Regions from separate parts of the Sus scrofa genome. Here region 2 is linked to region 1. Evidence: chromatin contacts called from public targeted proximity ligation data. All regions are on one chromosome and are shown on one strand. The core of a region is the stretch at or near the end of the contact, and the rest is flanking DNA. Distances in the headings are between cores, read along the strand shown.

Evidence for each region.
Region 2: a targeted proximity ligation map of alveolar macrophages shows a contact between it and region 1. A contact is called at or near these places in 2 of 2 datasets of targeted methods (alveolar macrophages and skeletal muscle).

Annotation. Positions count from the first base shown.
Region 1 is chr4:14,803,128-14,805,908 of Sscrofa11.1, forward strand. All of the region lies in intron 2 of LOC106509966 (a long non-coding RNA gene), which reads right to left. Among named protein-coding and RNA genes, the nearest start is that of ZNF572, 82 kb to the left of the region's middle.
Region 2 is chr4:15,025,539-15,028,238 of Sscrofa11.1, forward strand. All of the region lies in intron 3 of MTSS1 (metastasis suppressor protein 1), which reads left to right. Among named protein-coding and RNA genes, the nearest start is that of NDUFB9, 86 kb to the right of the region's middle.

The DNA.
Region 1 (2,781 bases), core at 209-2,708:
GGACTCCACATTGCTGCTAATGTGGCACAGGACGGCAGCTGCAGCTCTGATTCGACCCCTAGCCTGGGAACTTCCATATGCAGCAAGTGAAGCCCTAAAAAGGAAAAAAGAAGAAGAAAATCTCAAGAAAGGTTCTCACTGGACTATGTCCTTGGGAAGAGAATGGAGTTCTCTAACAGGTCAGCATAGGTCACATGCCACCTAGGTTCTAAGGAGGGTAGGCTATGGTACCCAAAGAAAGAGAGAAGGAATGAGCAGACAAAAACAATCAATGCTCACCACAGCAGACAAAAATAATCAATGCTTATTTTTCTAAGTAGGGTGGAAAGGAATGCATGATCAGAAAAAGTGTAGCTCTTCAGAGGTATCCAGACAGGAAAAACAGGCCAGGCTAGATTATGTAGAACCCTTTATACCATGAAAGGAGCTTGGCCTTTTATCTCATTGCCCTGAGGAAGCCACCGAAGAGTGTTAAGCCAAGGGAGGGATGTATATTTTAGAGTTACCAGCCTTGAAGACAGGAAGAAGTATTGGGGGCTTTTGTAATTGTCCCTGTGAGAGTTGATGAGGTCTGAACCAAGGCAGTAGAATTTGCGAAGAGAGTCTAGGTGTAGGATATGTTGGCGGAGGTGCCTGAAGAGTTTGTCGCTGTGACAGGTGATGGAGAGGGAGGAGCCAGGCATACAACTGTTCCCATTCGATAAGTAGTCAAGCTCACCTGTGATGAACTTCAGGCTCAGGGCAATTCAAAACTGTGCCTGGGAGTTCCTGTCATGGCTCAGTGGTTAACAAATCCAACGAGAAACCATGAGGTTGTGGGTTCGATCCCTGGCCTCGCTCAGTGGGTTGAGGATCTGGTGTTGCTGTGAGCTGTGGTGTAGGCCAGCAGCAACAGCTCCTATTAGACCCCGAGCCGGGGAACCTCCATATGCCGCAGGTGTGGCCCTATAAAAGACAAAAAGACAAAAAACAAAACAAAACAAAAAACTGTGCCTGAAAGAGTTGGGTGCTGCAAACAAAAAAAGCAAAGTAAGGCATGGTCTTTGCTCCCTAAGGGGCTCTCTAAATGTTGGGGAGCTAAAGTAAATATGAGAAAGGCGAAATGCAAGGTCAATTGAGTCAAATGTGATCAGTGAGATTGCGAGCACAGGATACTCTCATTTTGTTGGCTGATGGGGCCAGACATTATCAAGGAAAGACAGCTGAGATGAGCTTTAAGGCATGGGAAGCATTCCTACAGGTGGGGAGTTGGTGGGGGGCATTTCCGACAGAAGAAATCACATGAGCAAAGACATGGTGACGGAAACGTACATGGCATATTTGGAGAGTATGGAATGACTCGTTTGACTAGATGTCAAGAAGTTGTGAAAGATAAACCAGCAGGATGAGGATACAGGGGTGGGGTGAAAGATTGTTAGCTTTTTTTGCAATCATCCACATGTGGTTAGGCTATTCGTGGAAAGAGGAATTTAAGTAAAGGAGATCATTTAGGGGAAAGATGCTAAGTACTGCTTGGATGTATTGTGATGGAGGTAAATGTAGGACACCCCCGTGGTGATGACCCAGTGATAACTTACGAAAGGTGAGGGCTGAACTCCTGCATAGATGTGCAGTGGGTGTAGCTGCATGCATTAGTTTTTACCCTGATTCACTCAAATAATGATTTGAGTAGCATTTCCAAATTTGCACTACAGAATTTAAAAAAATAGGATGCCTGACAAAGGAAAACACACAGACATGAAATATAATTAAATTTAAGCCATAAGGTTAACATCAAATTTTTATGCTGCAGTTCCTGTAAAACTGCTAGAGGGGGACAGCAAATCTGGCTTAGAACTTCCCAACAGCCAAAGCAAAGGGAAGCATGATTAGTCATAAGATTTCTACTGGACAAAAAAAATACATTATTTATAAATCTTCTAGCCAGAGACAAAGTTGAGGGCTCTGATGTGTTTCCAAGACGCTCCAGTAGAGACACCCAAAGCTCTATTCACCTGGGGCTCCTCTCCTTCAAGAGCACATCCATCTTGAGGTTAGATATGGACCAATGATTTGCTCTGTCCAATGAAATGCGAGCACGCATGGTGTGTCATCCAAGTGGAAGATTAAAGAGCCGGGATACAATTCTCCCTTTGCTCTTTCTCATGCCACCGTGATTGAGACTGCCAAGAAGGGACTACAGAGAAAAAGGGAAGAAAAGAGGAAGGAAAATGGACTGTTTGGTAACATCCAAGGCATAAGACAAGAAGAGAAGGTAACAAAAAAGAAGAGAGGGAGTTCCCGTCATGGCGCAGTGGTTCATGAATCCGACTAGGAACCATGAGGTTGCGGGTTCGATCCCTGGCCTTGCTCAGTGGGTTAACGATCCAGCGTTGCCGTGAGCTGTGGTGTACGTTGCAGATGCGGCTCAGATCCCGTGTTGCTGTGACTCTGGCGTAGGCTGGCAGCTACAGTTCCGATTAGACCCCTAGCCTGGGAACCTCCATATGCCAGGGAGCAGCCCAAGAAATGGCAAAAAGACAAAAAAAAAAAAAAAAAAAAAAAGGAAGAGTGAAGCATCCAGAAGGGAGACCATGAAAACCACAGTAACCCAAGAACTAAGACAAAGACTTTTCCAAGGGAGAAACTTGGAGAGATAAATGCTTGCCCATGGCCACGCAATCAAAAAGCAATGGCGAGTTCCGTCATGGCTCAGTGGTTAACAAATCCGACTAGGGACCATGAGGTTTTGGGTTCAATCCCTGCCTCACTCACTGGGTTAAGGATCCGGCATTGCTGTGG
Region 2 (2,700 bases), core at 108-2,607, 220 kb after region 1:
CCATAGCAGGGCCACAGTTTCCTAGTCTTTGGGGTTATGTCTGAGCCTTTGGGTTGTTGTGATATTAGAGCAGGAGGACCGTGTAAGGTACAGGGCACGTCCCGCAGGAGATTGGAAGATCATTCCTTTCTTGGCCATTTCCATGGACGCCAGAGGAGAGTCTCATCTTAGTTCTGAGTTCTAGACCTTTGAATTTTCAGATGGTGTAAACCAGTCTTGAAAGATCAAGTCAGTGGAGTCGTTTGCCATTGGCTCTCTGCCCACTGAACATGCTGAGGGTTGGTTCCTCTAACGAGGCTCCAAGGCCATGGCACAGGGTCCCGGGGCCCTTATGCCAAGACATGAAGCAGCCCCTCTCCAGGGCACCCTCCCCAGTGGTGATGGTGCTCACTGTCCAGGAATTCTCGGAGACTTTCTGCGAGCTCCGAGGCTCTGGGCGACAGGTGGGTGTGCATTTCCTTAGCAGGGATCATGAGGCCTCAGTGATCACAGCTAAGTGAACAGGGAAGGCTCTCGGGCAAATAAAGCTTCACTTGTCACAGCTGTCAACATGATTGTGTCACACTGGCTGCCCTTTGGAAAATTTTTTTGGAGGTAAGCTCCCCGAGTTCATAACCTTTGTTTCATTTTTCCTTGCCTTCAGAGTTTCAAAACGTGTTTAATAAAAAAAGAAAGCAAGAAAGCTGCCAGAACTTTGAATAAGCCCAGGGACCTGTGTCCGAGGCTGCTTTGGACTTTTGTGTCGCAGCCCGAGGAGTCTGGAAAACCAACGCACTTACCTTTGTGTCTTCCGAGAGCTGGTGTTCAGGAGCTTCCTCAGAGACCCGTTTGATCCCTGGTGTATGTACTGGGCATTTAATTTGGCCTCAGTGAGAGGACAGGTGCAATACAGGCGATAACAGCTCGGGACACCCACGCCCCTGTCTCCTGGGTCTCGCGCTTGTGGAGGGTGTCAGGATGAATAAGCCTATTGCCCCAGATGCGAGCAGCCTAGCGTGGCAGAAGGGAGATCACCCACAGTGGGTGACGGTCGTCAGGATTTGCCTGCACCCTGGCTAGAAGGACGAGGGGTGGGGGTGGGGGGATTGTATAGGAACAGAGGTGTTAGGACCTTTGGCTGGGTTATGTCAGGCCTCACACATGTCTCTGTTTACATGTAAATTTTCAGCTGAGCTTTGTAGCAAAGAAATCCCATGTCTTCTGAAACTTTGGGGACCACAGCCATGTTTTAGGACCTGCTAGCTAAGGGAAGGCACGGCCAGCACCCTCTCACCTTACTGAGGTGTGTTCACTTGGATCTTGTTGTCCAGGCAAACCAGAGCAGCTCTGTCCTGTGGCTGGTTCTCCGTGTTTGTCTGTTTCCTCCTCTCAAGGGCTGCTCCTTAGTCTTCTCTTCTCACTTTGTCATCCCCAAGTGAGGTTGACTTATAGAAAGAAAGCGAGAGGAGGGAAGTGAGAGTTGGAGGGTTACGAAGTGGGTGTTTAATGGAACGTCTCTTGTGTTCCAAGGCTCCGAGCTAGAGAGGTGTTCGGCATTAACAAAAAAATCCAGGGAGGTAGTGCCGTGTTGAGAATGGGCGGTGTTTGTTCCCTTTTAGTAAATGAGGAAACAGGGGCCAGTTCCGCTGTTTTGTAAAGAAGCAAACAGTTGAGGGTTTGTTATTTTGTACAAACAGAAGTCATTAGGGCTTTTTAAAATCATTTGCTGTCTTTTAAAGTTGTTGCGTAGAACAGTGTTTGTCAAGCACTAATATATGTCAGGCAACCCTTGGAATCTGGTAAGACGCAGGTTCTGATTCAGCCAGTTTGGGGTGGGGCTGGGAATGCTCCATTCCAGGGACCAGTGTTGAATACCAAGGGCATGGACTGTATACCTTCCAACAGCTGGGGAGAAAAGGGATTTATTTATTTTCTTTTTCAACACATGAAAAAAAAAAACCTTTTGAAATTAAAGTGTAATTGATTTACAGTGTTGTGCCAGTATCTGTTGTCCAGCAAAGTCACCAGTCATACATCTATATACATTCCCTTTCTTACATCATCTTCCATCATGGTCTATCCCACGAGCCTGGACAGAGTTCCCTGTGCTTATCCATTCTAAATGGAATAGTTTGCATCTGCTACCCAGAGTCCCAGTCCATCCCACTCCCTTCCCCGTCTCCCCTGGCAACCACAAGTCCGTGCTCTACGACCATGAGTCTGTCTCTGTTTCGTAGAGTGGTTCATTTGTGCCCCATTTGAGACTCCACATGCAAGGGGGGATCATATGGTTATTTTTCGTCCTCTTTCTGACTGACTTAGTATGAGAATCTCTAATGGCATCTGAGAAGAGGCATTTAGGTCAAGGAAATTTGAAGGCTCTAGTCAGCTGAGCACAAAAGTCAGACTTGGTGCCTTTTATTTTTCCAGGTGTCATAACTCCTTCGGTAAGAGGTATGTCCTCAGTGATGGAGAGCTCTTCACGTTTGTAAATATTTCTGCAGAGTGGTTTGAGAGGATGATGAAGGGAAAGTACAAAGAGACAGAAGGGATTGGGACTTTTTATGTCTCTTATCTAAGGACTGGCGTGTACAGTAACCTTCTTACTGGTCTCAGTGGGAGTGACCTAGAGAAGGTCATGGCCATCTCGTCCTTTTGAGGAAGGTCTGCTTTCATACATAAATTCGGATGGATCACAGCTTCAAGTGTGAGAGTAGTAAT